Linked DNA regions of Pan troglodytes: region 1 is linked to region 2. Evidence: chromatin contacts called from public HiChIP or PLAC-seq data. All regions are on one chromosome and are shown on one strand. The core of a region is the stretch at or near the end of the contact, and the rest is flanking DNA. Distances in the headings are between cores, read along the strand shown.

Evidence for each region. HiChIP or PLAC-seq counts read pairs in DNA pulled down with a chosen protein or histone mark.
Region 1: a contact with region 2 is called in an H3K4me3 HiChIP or PLAC-seq map of stem cell-derived excitatory neurons, with 3 times the contacts expected there. The contact joins the promoter of RDH10 here to the promoter of TERF1 in region 2. A contact is called at or near these places in 1 of 7 Hi-C or Micro-C datasets (stem cell-derived neural progenitor cells) and 1 of 1 datasets of contacts at active chromatin or transcription factors (stem cell-derived excitatory neurons).

What each region holds. Positions count from the first base shown.
Region 1 is chr7:81,947,010-81,952,132 of NHGRI_mPanTro3-v2.0_pri, forward strand. RDH10 (retinol dehydrogenase 10) reads left to right here and starts at 3,757. Exons shown (of 6, transcript XM_528167.9): 1 at 3,757-4,733. The coding sequence starts at 4,445. RPL7 (ribosomal protein L7) reads right to left here and starts at 3,144. Exons shown (of 7, transcript XM_063816398.1): 1 at 3,021-3,144; 2 at 1,843-1,951; 3 at 1,393-1,559; 4 at 926-1,063; 5 at 705-814; 6 at 196-405. The coding sequence starts at 1,845. The coding sequence ends at 197.
Region 2 is chr7:81,659,083-81,663,815 of NHGRI_mPanTro3-v2.0_pri, forward strand. TERF1 (telomeric repeat binding factor 1) reads left to right here and starts at 1,566. Exons shown (of 11, transcript XM_016959567.3): 1 at 1,566-2,000. The coding sequence starts at 1,574.

The sequences.
Region 1 (5,123 bases), core at 2,507-5,006, 290 kb after region 2:
TCCTTTCCTCCAGAAAGGTCCTCAAAAGCAGTAAACAAACCAACTGTAATCATTAAGATAGTTGACCCCCACTCCCCACAAAAGCACTGATTAAAATTCAAACCCCCATCAATATTTAATGGGAAAAGTATTCAAGATTACCACCACTTATACTCTTAACATTAACTCAACCTTTCTCAGGATGAGGTCTCTCACCTTAGTTCATTCTTCTAATAAGCCTGTTGATCTGGTCCTCCCTGTTGCCAGCATCTCCACCTTCTACAAAATGGGTGGTCTTTTTCTTCATTCCACCTCGTGGAGAAGACAATTTGAAGGGCCACAGGAAGTTATTTGCCTCTTTGAAGCGTTTTCCAACAGTATAGATCTCATGAATCAAATCCTCCATGCAGATGATGCCGTATTTACCTAAATATTTTAAGGTTATTTAAGATTATTAAAGTTGCAAAAAGTTTTGAAATAATTATTCAAAATCTTTTTGAATAGGCTGTGAGATAAAAACATAACCAGGAATAAACAAGGTAAATGCATGGCTTTACAAAGATAAGGTTCAAGCTAATGAAACCATGTCTTACGTTTTCTTTTAAGCTAAATCAAGAATCATAGGGAACACATGAAGATTCACAATAGTGAGAAATGTACGGCCACAAGAGGGTGAGAAATTATCGCATGGTCTAATACCAAATTTTCCCCCAAATAGAACCTACCAAGAGATCGAGCAATCAAAGCGTTATCTGTCAAAGCAATTCGCTTCTTATTGATTTTGCCATAACCACGCTTGTAGATTAGTTCATTTACTGACTTCAGATTGGGGTACCTGAAGTGAAAAAGCAAACAAAAATAAGGTGACCACTGTTAAAACATCTAAAATTCATGTTGCTACATAACCAATTTATCAAATAGAAATCAAAGGAGAAAAGAGACTTACCCCCATGCAATATATGGCTCTACAATCCTCAGCATGTTAATCGAAGCCTTGTTGAGCTTTACAAAGGTTCCATTGAAGATTTGACGAAGGCGAAGAAGCTGCAACACCTTTCGAACCTTTGGGCTCACTCCATTGATACTGTGGTGAAAACAGACCAGAAATGCATTTGCCTTTCATCGAAATTTTTATTAATACTAACCATTATAGTTTTGAATATCGAATCCTACCTAAACAGATAGGAATCCTCTCATGTTACACACTGAATTTCTGTATTCTATTAAGAGAAGGGATAGGAGCTTGGGGAACATGGCTCGCAACTAAACCATTAGTGATCAGCACCCTCCTTGTTCTAGCTTCCCCTAAAATATTGTTCCTCCAGTGTTTCAGAATCAGGGCTCCCAGAAGTAATGTGAAGTTTTTTTTTTTTTTTTCCCTTTCAAACCCGAATGCAGTAAAACTGAACTTACCCTCTGATTCTGATGACAAACGCCAATTTGGGTTCTGCAGGTACATAGAAGTTGCCAGCTTTTCTTGCCATCCTCGCCATTCGAATTTCAGTTCTGTACATCTGCCTATATTCCTTGTGATAGTGCTTTGCTTTTTCATAGATAAGCTTCCTCCTTGCCTTTCGAAGCTGAAAACCAATAATCAGTTATTCATAATTTTTAGCTCAATCACAATTAGCAATGCCAATTATTAAAAAGAAAACTAAAACACGTTTCCTTTAAATCTTTTCTTGCCACAGTATGCAATTACATCCCCCACCAAAAAACCCCACTACCTTCAGATTGTAACATTAGGGAGCTAAGCAATTACTCAGTACGGTTAGGAAGTAAATCTTGCCAAGAACATTCACCTCATCCTCAATCCCAATAAGGCGCCTCCTTATGTGCTAGTGCCTCAAAAAGTTTACTTACCATCTTTTGGGCAAACTTCTTTCTCAGGCGCTTGATCTTCAGCTCTGCGAAATTCCTTCGCTTTTTCTTAAGGGTTTCTGGCACAGCAGGAACCTCCTTCTTCTTCTCTCTAACGTTAATAAACAAAAATGTTATCAATAGCTCAAAAAGCTCACAGCGCTGAATTACTCCCGTACTGAGCAGTGTTGTTTACCAGAAATGCTGTCACTGACTTTAGTCACTAGTAACTTTACTTGTTCTGGCATGCTACAGTGTACGATGCATATTTTAGCTCCATGTCAATAACCTTTAACACCATGTTGCCTAAAACGCAATCACAAATATGACAATAGCAATACGTTTTTCCCTATTTCAACCAAGAGGCCCGGCCTCCGACGACTAATTAAAAAACAAAAACAAAAAAAACACACCAACACCCGAATAACAAAATGTACTAGCTGAAAGACTACTGCAAGGCACTGACCCCGAGACTTTAAACGCAAAAATTAAAAAATAAAAATAAAAAAAAAAACAAGCCACCACCACTCTGGTTCAATCAGGATCCACATGTTGAAAGCAAAGGCCTGGCGGCAGGTCGGCCTGTACCAAGCACCAGCCAAGGACGAACACAATGCTGAGGTTCTGCGCCTCCCCCGAAAGACCCTCTACCGAGGACTGGGCCGTCAGCCAACCGACGGGTTCCACACACATTCCAACCCAACATCTCGTTCCCGGGATCTCCAAAACCTCCGTCCTAAGACCGCCCGCATCCCAACCCCAGCCTCGGGTCCCCACTGGTGTCACAAAGCGTCACAATGAAGCAGGGAGGTGGGCAAAGGTGCAAGCTACGGCCAGAGAGAGAAAAAGTGGCACAAAAAGTATCTGGCTCTGGAGATGGAGAAGGATTCTCAAGAGGACCAGAAGCAACTCACTCTACACCCTCCATGGTTCCAGCCGGAAAAAGAGGAAGTTGGCGCATGCGTACTGTCCACTTAAAGACTTCGCGAGAGAAGCCCCACGACTCATAGGTGTCTTAGAATAAGCCGGAAAAGAATCCAGAACTAAAAAGCCGCCTTGCAGACGCAAAGAACTCCCTGATTTAGCCTCTTTCAACAAACTTTCGGGTAAAACTTGTTTGAAGAAAATATATGCATTTGATTAGACTTTTTAATCAATTCAAGAGCAAAGAGTGCTGACACCTTGGCAACTCCGGGTCCTAATCCCCAGGCTGCGCTGACAGGATTAGGCTCCGTTCCTCCCCATAATGTTCCCAGGACGAGCCTCATGGGGACGAACTACAAATCCCAGCATGCACCAGTCTTCGCCCGCCCGGCGGGAGGGCAACGGGTGACCAGGACCGCAGGCAAGCACCGCGGCGACGGTTCCAGCCAGGAAAATGAGAGCCTCTTGGGCCACGTTCCAAACGGCTAGCTGCAATTCGAAGTCACTTTTGGCCGCCCTCCCGGCTCCCTGCCGCGGTAGTCGCAGACTACACCCCTTTCGCCGCTCCGCGAGGTCCTTGTCGTCGCTCCAGCCCACAGGGCTGTCTTCCGCAGCGCCTGATCGCAGGCGGGGCGGTCTGGAGTGCTCTGGCTTACGAAAAGTGGCTAGCCAGGGACCAGTGGGGACCGGACGGCCGGAGGAGGATGGCCGGGGCTCTGCTGACTGCCGAGCTCGGCAGGCGGAGGCCAGGACACCCCACGGGAGGGGGCGTGAGCTGCGAAGGGAGGTGCGAGGAGGGCTGAGGTTGCGGCCACGGCCGTGTGAGAGGGGCTACCCCGCTCGGCTCCGCGGACGGCTGGCGGGCTGGGGGCTGGGCCGGGGGCGGGGTGCGCCCGGGGGCGGGGAGGCCGGGCGGAGGGAGGGCCGATGCCGAGGCTGGCGCGGGCTCTTCCCGGTCGCGGGGTTATATAGCGCGGAGCGTGGAGCCCGCTCAGAGCCGGCCCGGAGCGCTCTGACTTGCAAGCGGGCTACGCTGCGGAGCCCAGTGCCCGAGTGACAGCCGCGGAGAGTGCAGGGCCGGGGAACGCGAGCCCTCAGGGGCATCTGCAAGGCGTTGGGCAGCGCTTGCCTGCGCCGTGCGAGTTTCCCCTTCCCGGCGCTCCGCCGCCCCGCACCCCACTCTCCCACCCTCTCGCAACTTGGGTCGAGTTGACAACTCCCGCGGCAGCCTGCTGGCCCGTGCCGCCTCCGCTGCGCACCCCTCCCCCGGGGTGAGAGGGAGCCGGCGCGCCGGTTCCGGGGACGCTCGGGCGGCAGCAGCTTGGCCATGAGGGCAGTTCGAGTCGTCTAACTCGCGGCTGTCACCGCCACTGCAGCGGAGCCGGCCGGCCGGGCGCTGCGGGACGGGCGGGCGGCTGCCGGCAGGAGGCGCCGAGCCGGGTGACTGCCGCGGCGGGCACAGTCCGGGGCCACAGCGCCGAGCCCGGGCGGGAGTGGCCCCGCGCAGGCAGGGAGCGGCGCCGCGCACTCCAACCCGGCGGGCACCTCGGGGGCGGGCGCGGGGCGCAGCCTTCTCGTCCCGGCCTCTGTGACAAGCGCCCCGGAGCCGGGAGCCCGATTGCCGGGCTCGGGGTGGGCGCGGACGCAGGCACTGGGCTCGTGCGGGGCCCCGGGCGTCGCGATGAACATCGTGGTGGAGTTCTTCGTGGTTACTTTCAAAGTGCTCTGGGCGTTCGTGCTGGCCGCGGCGCGCTGGCTGGTGCGGCCCAAGGAGAAGAGCGTGGCGGGCCAGGTGTGCCTCATCACCGGCGCCGGCAGCGGCCTGGGCCGCCTCTTCGCGCTGGAGTTCGCCCGGCGTCGGGCGCTGCTGGTGCTGTGGGACATCAACACGCAAAGCAACGAGGAGACGGCTGGCATGGTGCGCCACATCTACCGCGACCTGGAGGCGGCCGACGCCGCCGCGCTGCAAGGTAACCTGGACCCGCGCGGGAGCATTGTTGGGTCAAGCCTCTTTCCACCCCGCGCCCTACCACGGCAGGCCCCAAATCCCGCTGCCTGGTCAGCCCCGCTGTGGAGGAAAGGAACACCCCACCGGTCTTTCGGGAGACGAGTGGAATTCGCTCCCTGATAAAGGAACGCGATCACTTCTGTATTACCAGGGAGAAGGTGCCCTGTCCTCGCGGAGGTTCGGTCTCTGGGGACCACGCGGGGGGCGGGGGAGGGTTTCCTAAGCCCTCCGGGGTAGGGAAGGCGGAGGGAACTTGTTACCACAGGTTTGGATCCCAAAGAAATGTCTTGCTCCGACTTACAAGCGGCGCGATGGGAAACTGAAGCGTCTTTGGGAAGTTGTTCTGACTAGA
Region 2 (4,733 bases), core at 316-2,815:
TGGCTGAGGTTTCGTTTTAAAATCTTTTTTTTTTTTTTTTTTGAGACGGAGTTTCGCTCTTGTTGCCCAGGCTGGAGTGCAGTGGCCCGATCTCGGCTCACCGCAACCTCCGCCTCCCGGGTTCAAGCAATTCTTCTGCCTCAGCCTCCCGAGTAGCTGGGATCACAGGCATGCACCACCACGCCCGCCTAATTTTGTATTTTTAGTAGAGACGAGGTTTCTCCATGTTGAGGCTGGTCTCGAACTCCTGACCTCAGGTGATCCGCCCGCCTCAGCCTCCCAAAGTGCTGGGATTACAGGTGTGAGCCACTGCGCCCGGCTGTTTTAAACTCTTTACATTTACCAAGCCCTTTAATCGTGCAGGTATTATTATTATTCACATTATACGGACAAGAAAACTGAGACATAATTTACCCAAGGTCACACAGCTAGTGAGTAACTGGTAGGGAATATTCTAACCTAAGCATTCTTAATACTAGAATACAGTGCCTTAGTTACTCAACACTTAAACTGTACCACCTTAAAGACAATAACAAGAAGTGTGTGAAAATGTGGAAAGGCTTTGATGATGCTGGATGCGTTATAAACAGAAAGGTTTTTAAAATAAACTTTTTATTCAATTATGACACACATACTGAAAAGTGCATAAACGATGTTCAGTGAATTTTCATAAAGTGAACACACTGATGTAACCATTACCCACATCAAGGAACAGAAAACGGAGCCGGGCGTTGTGGCTCAGGCCTGTAAACCCAGCACTTTGGCAGGAGGATAACTTGAAGCCAGGAGTTGGAGACCAGCCTGAGCAACAGAGCGAAACCCTGTCTCAAAGGAAAAAAAAAAACAAACAAAAAACAAAAACAATAACCAGACCACCCATCCCCATTTAGAATTTCCTTTTGTGCTAAGTTTCAAAATTCAAAATAAGCATTCACTTGTTTTCTACAAACTGCGTTCTATAGTCGATCTCAAACCTTGATTGAGATACATTTCCATTATAGTATACCCTTTCTAGAGCACTGATCTCAAAATGTGGTGCCCAGCCAAGTAGCGTTAGACTTTCAAATTCAAGGATCCCAAGCTAGACCAGCAGAACAGGAATTCTGGGAGTGGAGCCCGGGAATTTGTGTTTTAGCAAGCCCCCAGGCTGATTCTGATGCATCTTGAGGTTGGAGAAGCATGGATGTTGTCAGTTGTAATAGTTGTTGTTCGTGATCACGTAGTAACTGTTAGATGAAAACTAGGGTTTAAAAGTGTTACGCTTGTCTAATAGTGACAAGTTCTCATTACCCATCTCTTTCTGAAATAGGCTGCAGGCAAATGCGTTTTCATTTTAAATAACCGTGTTGTTGTTCCAGTCAAGGTTGCATTTTACAAGGAATAAGGAAGATAAAGCTGCCTCCTCCCTATCCTAATCTCACTCCTCGCTCAGTATGGAGTCGTCCGGTTTACCTACAAAGCTCTGCCCTAGACTGGCGGCAAATTCAACGCCCAGAGGCAGGAACAGGTGTCGGCCAATCAGAAGCCGGAACAGGTGTCGGCCAATCAGAAGCCAGGCTTGAACCGCTCGCCCATGTCCCGCCGGCGGAAGAGACTCTCCGCGGCCACGCCCCGCGCCCTCGAATGCGAGCCAATCGTTGCTCGGCGCCTGAAGGGGCAGTACCCAAGCGAGCCATTTAACATGGCGGAGGACGTCTCCTCAGCGGCCCCGAGCCCGCGGGGCTGTGCGGATGGTAGGGATGCCGACCCTACTGAGAAGCAGATGGCAGAAACAGAGAGAAACGACGAGGAGCAGTTCGAATGCCAGGAACTGCTCGAGTGCCAGGTGCAGGTGGGGGCCCCCGATGAGGAGGAGGAGGAGGAGGAGGACGCGGGCCTGGTGGCCGAGGCCGAGGCCGTGGCTGCCGGCTGGATGCTCGATTTCCTCTGCCTCTCTCTTTGCCGAGCTTTCCGCGACGGCCGCTCCGAGGACTTCCGCAGGACCCGCAACAGCGCAGAGGGTGAGGGCAGACCACGTCCGGGCCGGGACTACGCGGGGGGCGGATGCGGGCTCCGTGGTGCGCGGCAGAGGGCTGGTTTCCTAGGTCGCCGAGGGAGGTCGGGAGAGAGGGGCTGCTGCGGCCGATTAGCTGGGAGTCCGAGGCTCCGGGCTGAACTTTGTTCGAATCCCAGTTCGCCCGTTGTCAGCACCTGAGTTTTTCTCAGATTGATTTCCTCTTCGATAAAATGAAAATAAGACCCTGTTTAGGTTTGATGCAAGCATTACATGATTTAAAATGTATACAGTTCCACTCAACCCAGGACCTTTGTCTCTTTTGGCGCTTTCTACTCAGGTATTCCTGTAGTAATATTCAGCAGTCCCTGTGGCCTCCAGTGACCCCCCAGGCATCAGTGTTTTATGTTAATTTGTGAGCTATTAAACCTTATTTGGCCTGCTGGCTCTACAGCAGTTACTTTTATTCTGTATAGTCTCAGAATAAAAGTAAATGTTGGCCACATGCCTGCAAGTCCCAGCTACTTGGGAGCCTGAGGTGGGAGGATTGCTTGAACCCAAGAGGCAGAGGCTGCAGTGAGTTGAGGTCGTGCCACTACAGTCCTGCCTGGGTAGCAGAGTGATACCCTGTATGAATAAATGAATGAATGAAACTGTTCATGAAATCTGCTGCACCCCGCCCCCGTCCCAAGATGGGGTCTCACTGTCACCCAGGCTGGAGAGTGTAGTGGCGCCATCACAGCTCACTGCAGGCTCGACCTCAGGCTCAGGTATCCTCCCGCTTCAGCTTCTGGAGTAGCTGGGTCTGCAGGCGTGCACCACCACCCGCAGCTGTAAGATTACAGGTGTGAGCCACCGCGCCTGGCCTAGTGTAGCTTTTTGAAAAACAACAGAAAGATGTTCTGGTACTTCATTCATAGTTGGCGCTAAAATTACTGTGCAAGTATATATTTATAATACTATAATTATGCTATTTAATAGAATTCTTAGAAAGACATTTTGACACATTTCATCTTCACCATAATCCTGTGAGTTAGGCAAATAATCTTAGTTTTAAGGTACTGATAGGTTAAAAGGGAGTGTTTCAGCCCCATGCTTTATCTTCCAGTTCAAGGATCTTTCCTCTGTATTGCGGTTAACACTGGAGCCAGGGATAATTAATATTAAGTAGAAAATTAAATCCTGGAATGAAGCTAGTTCCTTAGAATTCTCTTAGAGTTCTCTTAGAGTTGGAGACATCAGTATGAACTGTTTAGCTCATGTAGGTATAGATGACTTAGAAATATTTGCATATGCATGTGTAGACATAGGTTACTATACAAATATGTATTTCCTTACTCTGTCAGATAAAAGGGCACAGAAGCAACCTAACTCTAGTAACAATGAGTACACCTAGCACCCCGATCTTGTTTACAACTAAGTTTAGTTTAAAGACCTCACTTGGCTTTATTGTGATTCTGGATTCAGGTAATACTTTATTCCATAAAATAAGTGCTCAATGAATTGAGCAGTTGGGGGTTGGCTTTATAGACAGTAAGGACTTAAGGAAGCTGAAACAGAACAAAAAGAAGATTGGTTATTTCACAGTTACTTGTAAGGCTGGGACAGGGAGACAGAACAATAGATACATGGGATGCAGAATGGATGTTGTGTTATCAGGCATGAAAGCAACAGTAATTTCCTTGTATGTACGTCTCCCTCAGAGCTCTTGAGTGGTTAGGCGCATTATCAATGAGCAATGGTATTTTGAAAGGAATCTTTTTTCCAAGCAGTAAATCTCAATAATGGGCTTAAAATATTCAGTAAACCATGGTGTAAACAGAGGCACTGTCATCTTGTTCCATTTCTAGAGCACAGGCAAAGTTGATATATCATTTTAAGGGCCTTAAGATTTTCAGAATGAGAAATGGGCAATGGGTTTAACTAAAAGTCACCAGCAGCATTAGTCCCTAACAAGAGAGTCAGCCTGTCCTTTGAAATATTGAAGTTAGGCATTGACTTCTCTCTGGCTATGAAAGTTCTCTATGACATCTTCTTCTAATATGAGGCTGTTTCATCTACAATGAAAATCTGTTGTTGGCTGGATACAGTGGCTCACACCTGTAATCCCAGCCCTTTGGAAGGCCAAGGCAGTTGGATCACTTGCGGTCAGGAGCTTGAGACACCAGCCTGGCCAACATGGCAAAACTCCATCTCTACTAAAAATACAAAAATTAGCTGGGCATTGTGGCACACATCTGTAATCCCAGCTACTCAGGAGGCTGAGGCACGAGAATCAATCACTTGAACCTGGGAGGTGGAGGCTGCAGTGAGCCAAGGTCACGCCACTGCACTCCAACCTGGGTGACACGGCGAGAAAAAAACAAAATCAGTTGTTTAGTGTAACCACCTTCATTTGTGATTGTAGCTAGATCTTCTCAATAACTTGTAGCTTTTACTTCAGCACTTGCTGCTTCACCTTGCACTTCTATGTCACAGAGATGGCTTCTTTTCTTAAACCTCATGAACCAACAACCTCTGCTAGCTTCCAACTTTTCTTTTGCAATTTTCTTACCTCTTTCAGCCTTCTTAGACTTGCTCTGGATTAGGCTGTGGCTTAAAGGAATGTTGTGGCTGGTTTGATTTTTTTTCTATCCAAGTCAAACTTTCTCCATATAAGCAATAGGCTCTTTTACTTTCTTATCATTTATGTGTTCAGTGGATTAGAACTTTTAATTTCCTTTGAGAACTTTTCCTTTGT